Regions from separate parts of the Mus musculus genome. Here region 2 is linked to region 1. The links are chromatin contacts, called in public HiChIP or PLAC-seq maps. All regions are on one chromosome and are shown on one strand. Each heading gives the region's core, a stretch centred on a gene start, on an enhancer-like site or on the middle of the called end of the contact. The rest is flanking DNA. Distances are from core to core; before and after follow the strand shown. Region 1 holds the start of Barhl1 (BarH like homeobox 1). Region 2 overlaps Med27 (mediator complex subunit 27).

Region 1 (4,957 bases), core at 1,568-4,067:
GAATCTCTCCTCAAAATCCTGCTTAGGGGCAAAACCATAAAAGGAAGTAACTTGTTTGTACAGCAGTGCTGGACCCAATGGCTCTTTGCCCTAATCATGAAACTAGGTAGAGATGGTTACAAATTGTAAGTAATCACACACACACACACACACACACACACACACACACACACACACACACCTCTCTCCAAGGTGAGTTCTCTTTGCCTCTCTAAACAGGCCCCTGGGAAGGGGGAGGCAAAAGGGCCAAGTTTCCAAAAACACCTTCTTCTGCGTGCTGAGTTTGGAACTGGGAGCATTCTAGATATTGTGGTTCCACAGCCTGGTTGAAGGCCGCCTAGCCATTTCTACTAAGGGAAGAAGAGAGAAAGGAGACCAGGACCTGATGGGCTTCGGTTTGGAGCCTGGGTCTACCCTCAGAGGAATTCTTGGTTGAAAAGAAGACTCAAGAGACTCTAACTAAATTTTGTGAAATTTAGCACAAATAGAGACCAGGAGGTGCATGCAGCAATGACGCTGTCTTCATGGCATAGCATTCACCTGAGGAAGAGGCTTGGGGGATCTATAGTTGTAATAGTTACAAGTCCAGGAGCAGTCTCTACCAGGACTTGATTTTCTGCTGCTTGGCAAGAGAGCTCCATCCCCTGATACCTTTGACACTCTGTGGCCTCTGCCACTTCACTTCTCCTGGGAAAGAACTTTGAGCTCCTGGACCCAATAAGCAGCTAAAGTCAAGGCAGAGCCATAAAGAGAAGATACAAAACTAAGCAACCTCTTTCTTCTCTCCTCCCTCCCCTCTTCTCTCCTCCCTCCCCTCTTCTCTCCTCCCTCCCCTCTTCTTTCCTTCCTTCTCTTCCTTTCCTCCGTCCATTTAATACCACTTCAGCTCCCTTCGTTAAGACAGAATGAAGAGGGAGCCATCACAGAGATTCCCAAAGAGAAAGTAGGACTAACTTGATAACCACTCAGAAATCTCTGGGTCCTGGCCACAGCCTGGTGACCACTGTTCAACCCACTGAAGACCCAAGTCAGAGAGAGCTGCTGTGTAGGTATGGCATTCTTCCCCCTCCGCCTCAGCCTCAGACCCTAATCCAGCCAGCCACCTGGCCTCTCTCTTTCTGCATGGTTCGCAGGCCTAGACTACACCACACTCAATGGGTGGGGAGGCCCACCTTTTCCTCTTTTGGGAAAATTCAGATTAAAAGCTAGACAATTTGTACTGTACTAAGGGCTCTGATGGGAATTTCCTACCAGGCTCTCACTCCAACAGTGCAGCAGCCTCCAAGCTATGCACTGTTGCAAGCTCTCCTCCCAGGGATCCTCAGAAGGTGAGGCTCTTGCCAGAGTTTGCTTTGTACACCTGGGGAGGCTTGCTCTCCTCCACACACAGTATCCTCCCCAGCTTCTCCGAGCCACACACGCTGAACTCTTTGTTGCTCCAGGACCTCAACCTTTGGAGCTGGTAGAGAGGTCTAGAGGAAAACCAACTCTCGGCCCCGGCCTGAGAGATCCTGGAGATGACTATGTTCCTGTCTCCAAGTGTGTGCTCTCAAGTTTTACATGTCACTTTTTAGAACCCACCCACCCCGCTTTTCCCCTTAGTTTCTTACCTTTGTACTCAGAGTCTGATGAAGCGCTGCTGACACTTTTGTCCAGCTTGTCTCGAAAGTCCTCCCCGGCCTTGGCCGCAAGGCGGCCCCCAGGCTCAGGGGCTGCAGGCTGCCCACTGCTAGAGTAGGGTGCACAGGCCGCGAGAGGTTTGCAGTCAGCAAGGATGTCCCTGATCAGAAAGGAGGAGGTGACAGTTCGCGACTGGGCTGGGGCTGAAAGCTGCCCCGGTTGCAGGTGAGAGTCCAAACCTGGGCCAGATGCTGCACCAGGCCGCGAGGTACTGGTCTCCAGACAGTCTCTTCCGGGCGAGGCTGGTGAAGAGCAGTCGCTACTGCTCTCTGAGCGTGGACTCAGCTCCAGGGGTGAACGGCAGTCCCCAAGCAAGGGGTCCCCCTTGGGAAGGGCGGGGCTGCCCGCTCGGTGGGAGAGAATGGAGTCAATCCCAAAGCCATTAGAGCCTTCCATAGCCAAGCTGCAACCTGTCCTCCCCAAAAGCTCCCCACCCACCCCCAACCCCAGCCGCCGCTGCCCCTGCCCCTAGCTGCGGGCTGGCATGGGGAAGGCGGGCAGGGAGCCTGTGGGCACCTTGGACGGAGTTCAGCCTTGGGGGAGCCCGGGAGCTCTGGGCCAACCTCCTCTGCGCATTACATCCAAAAGGGCTCAACGCGTCTTCTGCAGCACCGCGCCGAGCCGCCGAGCCGAGGGGGGGTGGTGGTGGGAGTGTCAGGAGGAATGGGAGGAGGGCGCGCCAAGTTGGGGAGAGCCAAAGGGTAGAAGAACGGCCCGAGGATCCCTTAGGCACAGAAGAAACACGAGGTTGATGGAATCTGAATAAAGATCGTCTTTTGAAAAAACAAAATCCAAACCGCACGCTTCCTCCAGGCAAACGGTAGCCCAGGGCAGGGGTCAGCACGGCCGATAGCAACCGGCCGGGGCCGCGTTACGGGCAGGCAGAACAGAGCGCACCTGGAGGCCTCAGCACCGCGGACAGCGACAGCGGCCCCGGGATCGAGCAGCCCCACCTGGCCCCGGAGCTCCTGCTCGGCCCCGCCAGCACCGTGGACAGCGCCCTGCGGCTCCCACCGCAGCTCTCACCTGTCCTCCGCGCGCGCCTTCGCCGCCACCCCCACTTCCTTTAAAAAAAAAAAAATCGAACTTGGGTCACTTTTACTTTAGGACTGGCTTTTTTGTTGTTGTTGTTGTTTCTCTCTCTCTCTCTCTCTCTCTCTCTCTCTCTCTCTCTCTCTCTCTCTCTCCTTTTTTTTTTTCGTTGTGTTGTGTTTTTTTTTTAAAGGGGACTCACCCACGTGTCCCCGGAGTGATGACGCTGATTGGTTCGGGCCGATTTTGGGGGTGATGTCACGTCTCTACAACCCGCGGCCCGATTCTTTTCCAGTTTGATTAAAAGAGACACTGAATTAATTACAGCACAGACCTAACTATTTACCGGCGATTTCCACACAGTTTGCTTTCATTAGGTCAGCGATGACGCCTCTAATGAAGATGATTAGCCAAGGGGGGCAGGGACCGACCGGTGGGAGGAGGGCCAGCTGGGCTGCGTGGCCTGGAGTTTGGATGTTGGGCCTTGAAAGCCTTCTCCTGAGCTTGTCCACAATTATTCCAACTACTTGACCGAACCGGGATCCTATCTACATCCCCTTTCTTCCTCCTAATTTCCCTTCCTCATCCCACAAAATGGCAGCATAACCCAGTGGAGAAAAGACGTGGATGTGTAGGGAATCCTTTTCCTAGTACAAGAAGCATTTAAAATTTTATTTTCAGGGTGTTTTGCTTGGGTTCTAGGTCTCTTCACTCTCTCTCTCTCTCTCTCTCTCTCTCTCTCTCTCTCTCTCTCACACACACACACACACACACACACACACACACACACGCCATGTAGAACACCACAATTCTCTCCTTGCCTCTGGGCCTACTGGGCCTGCAGAAGGTTAGGACTGATGTCTTTTGGAAAAGAGACCAGAGTGAGGCCTAATTCGGAGGCGAGAGCTGAACCGTGGGAAAGATCAAGTCTGGAGCGTTAAGGGGACCCACGGATTTGACTGTGGCCTGAGCGAGGCGGCACAAGAAACAAGGCAGTGACCTCTTCATCCCCAGTCAGTGGCCTCTCTAGGGCGTATGTCCTGAGAAGCTAGTGTTTTTTGGATAAGTGTGTGTGTGTGTGTGTGTGTGTGTGTGTGTGTGTGTGTGTGTGATGTACCTTTAGACAGGACAATGCAAGTTCTGAGCTAGCACGAGGATGTCTAAGGCCGACCGTGGATAGCCTGGACTCTTCTTTCAAGGCAGTGCTAAAAATGAAGATTGGGACTTTCCCTCTTCGCCCTCCGGACCGCGCTCTAGTTCCGCTCCTTTGTGGGATCAGCCACTGCTAGTGCAGGGGCCCCGGTCTCCAAGTAGCTGCAACGGGTCAGGGGCCTGGATTCTCTGGGCTCAGCTCCAGGGTGGACGGTGCCCTGGTCTGCGAGAGAGCGGAGTTGCGCATCTGGGCAGCAGGGGCCCCGCGGCTCGCGGGGAGTCCAGACTTTCCTCTTCGGCTCGCCCCTAACCCTCGTTCTTGGCCCCTGGGAAACTATCCGTGGCCCGCGTCCGGCTCGGCGACCAAGGCCGCCGTAGAATCGTTCAGCGCCGCAGCCCGCAAACGCGATCTCGGCCGGGAGTGGCCCCTCGAAGCGAGCAAAACGGAAACTTTGTCCTCTGCCGGGATGGGCCAGCGGTGGCCTCGCGCCCGGCTCCCCGCGCGCTCCCTCTGCTCCGGTCGGCAGATTGGAAGCGGCCGGGCTATCGGCCGGGCTGGGAGCGAGGGCCCGCTGCTCCCGGGGGACTGCGGGTGGAGCTCGGCTGCAAGCTGTCGGGGAGGCGGGAGGGCGGGGGCCCCGGCCGGAGCTCGGCGGCCCCAGCGCTGGGCGCCTCCCGCTGGGCCTTGCCTGTCTTTCTTTTCAATTTGGTGGATGGGGATGCGGAGTCGTCATAAATCACCATGAGCGAGATGTCTTGGGGCCTTCCCTGCCAGCCTCCAGCTTGGGCTTCTCTGCCGCTGCAGGAGGGTCTCTATCCGGTCGCCCACACCTCTGCTGCTTCTCACCTTATGAGGACTCATTTTTCGTAGCACCCTAGGTCCACATGAGTTGCAGATACCTCACTCTTTTGGGACCTGTAAGCATTATAGTCACGGCCGGCAAAGAGCTGCGGTCTCCGTCTCTCTAGATGTGTCTCCAGCCTCCTCGGCCTCAAGGGTTCCTAGCAGCTCCTGCCTCGGCCAGTTTTCTAAGTCTTATTCTTGGGCCGAGATCTCAGTCCCAGCAAAAGAGAAAACCAGAAGAAAAGAAAA
Region 2 (4,794 bases), core at 675-3,174, 540 kb after region 1:
CAGCCTGAGCCCCTGCTCACAACCCTGCTTTTTTGTCCTCCCTGTTCAGCAGCTCTGCTGGTTAGGTGGGCTGGCTCCTTTAGTGAGCTTTTTAAAAGGCACCCCACTCTGGACATAAGATCACTACTTCTCCTGTCTGTCACATAACTTACATCTTTTGAAGCGGTCCCTTTCATCTTAGCTGTCAATTTTATTGACATGAAATATTTAACAATATCCTCTTAATTCTACTTTTGACGACTCTGGAATCTGAACATTGTCCCCAATTTGTCCCTGTTCCTGGTAAATTCCAAGTCTCTGCTTCCTTCCTGAGTAAATCTTACTAGTGTTGTCATTGTCATGACTGCTCTCTTCTGCATGTCACAGGTTTGCTAATACTCTGATCATGTGTATTGTAATACTCTCCTGCTTCTCTGGAATTAACCTGCTTTCCATTGTATGACTCTTAAATGAAAGCTTAGGTAGTCAGTGCTTGTAGAAGTATTGGAAAGCTAGAAATGTTCCCCTAAGCATGGCATTACCTGCATGCCACACATTTCAATGGATTTAATTATCATTTAGTTCAAGATTATTTTCTAATTTTCTTTTTGATTTCTTCTTTGGCTTCTGTGATTTCCAGAGTCTACAGTTTAATTTTCAGATACCTTGGGAAGGAATTCTGATGTATTCTTGCCAATGGTTTGTAGCGTCATTTTTGGTCGGAGAATGGATTCTGCGTGAATTTGAAACTTGAGTTAAGCCCCCCCTGCTTCTGTTGTAACTTATGTGTATGCCGCAGGCCACACAGCTGAGGGGCTCTCCTGTCTGTGTCCTTCCTGTCACTCAGAGAGGGCTGTGGCCTGTTCCTGGAAGCCTTTTCACTTAGGGCCGTCTTATCTCCTGGACCACAGCTTCCTAAAACTATCGCCACTTTTAAGCTTTCTGACTCCTTTTCACCAGAGAAATCTTTTCATGACCCTCAGCAGAAGATATATAAAATAAGCATGCTCTTCAGACTTTTGCTGATAAAATGCCATGTTTACCTTAAAACAATTCTTTGCTGTGCGTATAATTTTATTATTTACTAAAGATGAAAGCAGATTTACATGCCAGCTCAATGGGTGTCTTTGCTTATTTTACATAAACAGTTCCTTCTTGGCCGAGGATGAGACGCTGCAGTGGTGCAGCATATAGACATCTTTATTGTCACCAGTGCTGAGAGTGCCTCTCCTCGGAAATGCATCACACAAAATGGCAGAAGACTCTTTAGGACCATTTCAGAATTGTTAGGAGGAGTCTCATCATAATCTCACACCAACATTCATGCTATGCTCTTCTTTCTTTAAGAAGTCAAGCCAGCAACTCAAAGAGCAGTTTTTGTTCTGACGCAGCAGTCTGTGTACAACTAACTACTCTGGTGCAGGCTAAGCAGTGACAGCAGGAACACAGTGTCTTCGCTTCCATAAGAAAACAGGAGCGGAACTCGTTGTGTGTGCAGTGTGAGCGATGCATATATGTGAGCCATATATACAGAGGCTTCATTCTGACCCACAGTATTTTAGGCACTTTGTTGCTTTTGTGTGGTACAAGGGAACATGTAGTGTGAAGTGCCCTGTTGTGTGTTCAGACCCAAGGCTACAGTGAAGTCATGTGATGTACTATGGGCAAATGCTGCCAAAGCACCTCAGATTCATGATACATTTGATCTTGAATTTACGTTTGGTTGTTTTAGAAACCTCACAGTTTAAGAAGTTAGATTTGGCCGGGCGGTGGTGGCACACAACTTTAATCCCAGCACTTGGGAGGCAGAGGCAGGCAGATTCTGAGTTTGAGATCAACCTGGTCTACAGAGTGAGTTCCAGGACAACAAGAGCTATACAGAGAAACCCCGTCCCCGGGGGTGGGGGTGGGGGTAGGAGGGTGGAGGGGAGGAAGTTAGGTTTGGGGCTGGAGGGATGACTCAGCTGTTCTGAACAGTAGAGTTCATTTCCCAGTACTCATGTTGGCCAGCTCATAGCCACCTGTAACTCCAGCTCCAGGAAGCCAGTGTATCTGCCCTCTGAGGCTGGCTACACTCAGGTGCAGGGACTCACACACACACACACCTACACATACACATACATAAAAATAACAGATAAATCATAAAAAATAATCTGGGTTCCAAGTTACTTCACTCTTCCATTTTTCTTTCTCTCTTTTCTAGAAAAAGAAAATTTTAAACCCCCATTGCTTGTAAGCGATGGTCTCCCCTTTTTGTTTAGAGTGAAAATGTAGGGACCAATAGGTGGGGCTTAAGGGGTATGGGACATGGTTAGTGGGTGGTCAAGTGAGTGACCTTAATTCTCTTCTGACATACAGTAAGCGTTCATGCGGGATCTAACAGACTGCCACAGATTTCTAAGCTTGGTGAGCCACAAGTTTGGGCGAGGCCACCATCCCCCTGCAGTAGATTATTTTAACCACTGTTCTATTGCTGTGAAGAGACACCATGTCTACAGCAACGCTTACAAAAGAAAGCATTTCATTGGGGCTGGCTTACAGTTTCAGAAGTTCAGTCTATTGTCATCATGGTGGGGAGCTTGCAACATGCAGGCAAACATGGTGCTGGAGAAGGAGGATCCACAGGCCACAGGAAGAGAGAGTGACAGTGGACCTGAAACCTCAAAGCACACTCCCCGGTGACACACTTCCTTCAACAAGGCCATGCCAGCTTCTCCTAACCCCTCAAGTATAGCTACTACCTGATTTCTAAACACACAAATATCTGAGCCTTTCAGGGCTGTGGTGGTTTGAATAAGAATGGCCTTCATAAACTCATTTGAATGTTTAAGGTGTGGCATTAGGAGGTGTGGTCTTGTTTGAAGAAAATGTGTCATCCCATTGGGATGGGCTTTGGGATTTCAAATGCCTAAACCAGGTTCAGTCTCTCTCCTCCTCCCTCTTTCTCTTTCCCCCCTCCTTTTCTCCCTCCCCCCCCTCCCTATTTCTCTCTGCCTGTGGTTCCAGGTGTAGAACTCTCAGCGCCTGCTCCAATACCATGTCTGCCTGTGTGCCAGCATGCTACTCACTATGATGAGGTTGAAACCTCTGGACTGTAAGCCATCCCCAATTAAATGTTTTCCTTTAAAAGAGTTGCCACGGTCATGGTGTCTCTCCACAGTAATTTGAAAAAAATACAACAAAACTCTACAATAGAGGCTAGTCACATTCAGACTACCACAAGGATGCACTGTCAGTCTGTTTCAGGCACTGGGGTCCACCATTTCCCTGTGTCAGATAGAATCCTAGGTTTGGTCTATAGCCATACCGCCCTGAACACACCCTATCTCATCTGATCTTAGAAACTAAGCAAGGTCTGTCCTGGTTAGTCATATGGGAGAATCCTAGGTATGGTTCCACCGAGAGCAGTGTTCTGGCAGTTTTTAACTACTCAGAACATGGCAGAATGGCTGTGTATGCCAAGTGCCAGGGCTACTTTCCTTCCTCTCCCTGAGCACTTGGCATGCTCACGCCACATTCTCAGACACACTGTCCAGCTGCCCAGTAATCAGTTATCACAGCCCTTGCTTCCTGGCCTTGCTGAGCTAAACACTCCAGCCTCTTCTGGATGCCTGTCCATTTCTCCTCCTTCAATACCTCCAAATGGAGGTATGGGAACACCTTTTGTAAGGTACTGAAGGGAAAAATCATCTAGAACAAAGGAAAAAAAAACAATAATTCACAAATAAGCAAACCTATTTTGCAGCTAAGCTGTTGTTGAATTATCTGCTTTAAAAACTTATTAAAACTTTTCAAACTAAGCCTGTGTAGCTGTATGGCTGAGCAAAATGGTATGTATAAAGTTGCTGGGTTTTATTTGCTGGTTATGTTTTTCTGTCTATGTAGACATAAATGTCAGCTCATGTGCCACCATGTGGATATGTTTATCACATTTTGGGGCACGTGTGAATTTGACAGTGAACTTAGAGGGAAGCTGTTTAGCACTTGGCAGTGGTCTGAGAGAGAAGTTGAATATCTCCACCTAAAGCTTGGAGGTATCAGAACACATAAGAAAGGATGGGGTTGGGGGTGGGGCTCAGTGGTAGGTCAGTGCTTAGCCTATACAGCCCTAAGTTCCATCCCTAGCATGCTGAAGGATGTCCAGGGAGAGTAAAGGTGAAGACAGACCAGACCTGGGGGCCTGCTTCTCACCTGCTGCTTCTGTTTGAATGAAGTGGATTTCTAAACAAAGCCACATCCGCAGCTAAATAGTCTAGGGAAATTCTGCTAATGGAATATTGCTTAATTAAGGGACAGAATACATAAAGTTTCACTTCGTTATTAGTAAAGAACATGCACATTGCTGTTACCTTCAGTTAACTTCAGTATCTAGGTCACCTCATTTCATACCCTAGCATATGGAATTTTGGTGTTGCTTTGGTGTTCTGTGTTTGACGTGGGAAGAACTTTTCACTGTCTGGAAGGAGACTGAGTGGCTAAGGAAGTTTTGTGCAGCAGGTGCCTGTTGACCCCAGGGCCTGAGCAGCACCTTGTGCTCTGTTCAATGGGCAGAGGCTTTGCTGACCTTCCTCCTGTGTGAGGGGAGAATGCTAAAAGCCAGGGCAATCGCCAGAACACTGCGGAGAAGGCTTCTGGCAGTTTGAATGGCCTGCCCAGTGTAGCTAGTTGCTGGTGATTTCACAGGTAGGTAGGATATATCTGACTGCTCTTCCCCTCCCACACCCACACGTCCTCTCCGGGCTTCCTGTCCTAGTGAGCTTCACCTATGACCAAAAGCAAGTTAAAGAGAAAACCGTCTATTTCAGCTTACAACTC

The links. HiChIP or PLAC-seq counts read pairs in DNA pulled down with a chosen protein or histone mark.
Region 2: a contact with region 1 is called in an H3K27ac HiChIP or PLAC-seq map of embryonic stem cells, with 4 times the contacts expected there. The contact joins the enhancer-like site here to the promoter of Barhl1 in region 1. A contact is called at or near these places in 3 of 39 promoter capture datasets (liver, pre-B cells and stem cell-derived epiblast-like cells) and 2 of 115 datasets of contacts at active chromatin or transcription factors (bone marrow-derived macrophages and embryonic stem cells).

What each region holds. Positions count from the first base shown.
Region 1 is chr2:28,913,604-28,918,560 of GRCm38.p6, forward strand. It overlaps Barhl1 (BarH like homeobox 1), which reads right to left and starts at 2,818. Exons shown (of 3, transcript NM_019446.4): 1 at 1,611-2,818. The coding sequence starts at 2,076.
Region 2 is chr2:29,455,922-29,460,715 of GRCm38.p6, forward strand. The region is part of intron 3 of Med27 (mediator complex subunit 27); the gene reads left to right. Among named protein-coding and RNA genes, the nearest start is that of Mir133c, 17 kb to the right of the region's middle. Within about 2 kb of position 1,925, at least 42 of the 459 cell types and tissues checked have an H3K27ac peak or open chromatin away from gene starts, as enhancers often do. A contact at or near this core is called in embryonic stem cells and stem cell-derived epiblast-like cells, where this site is marked.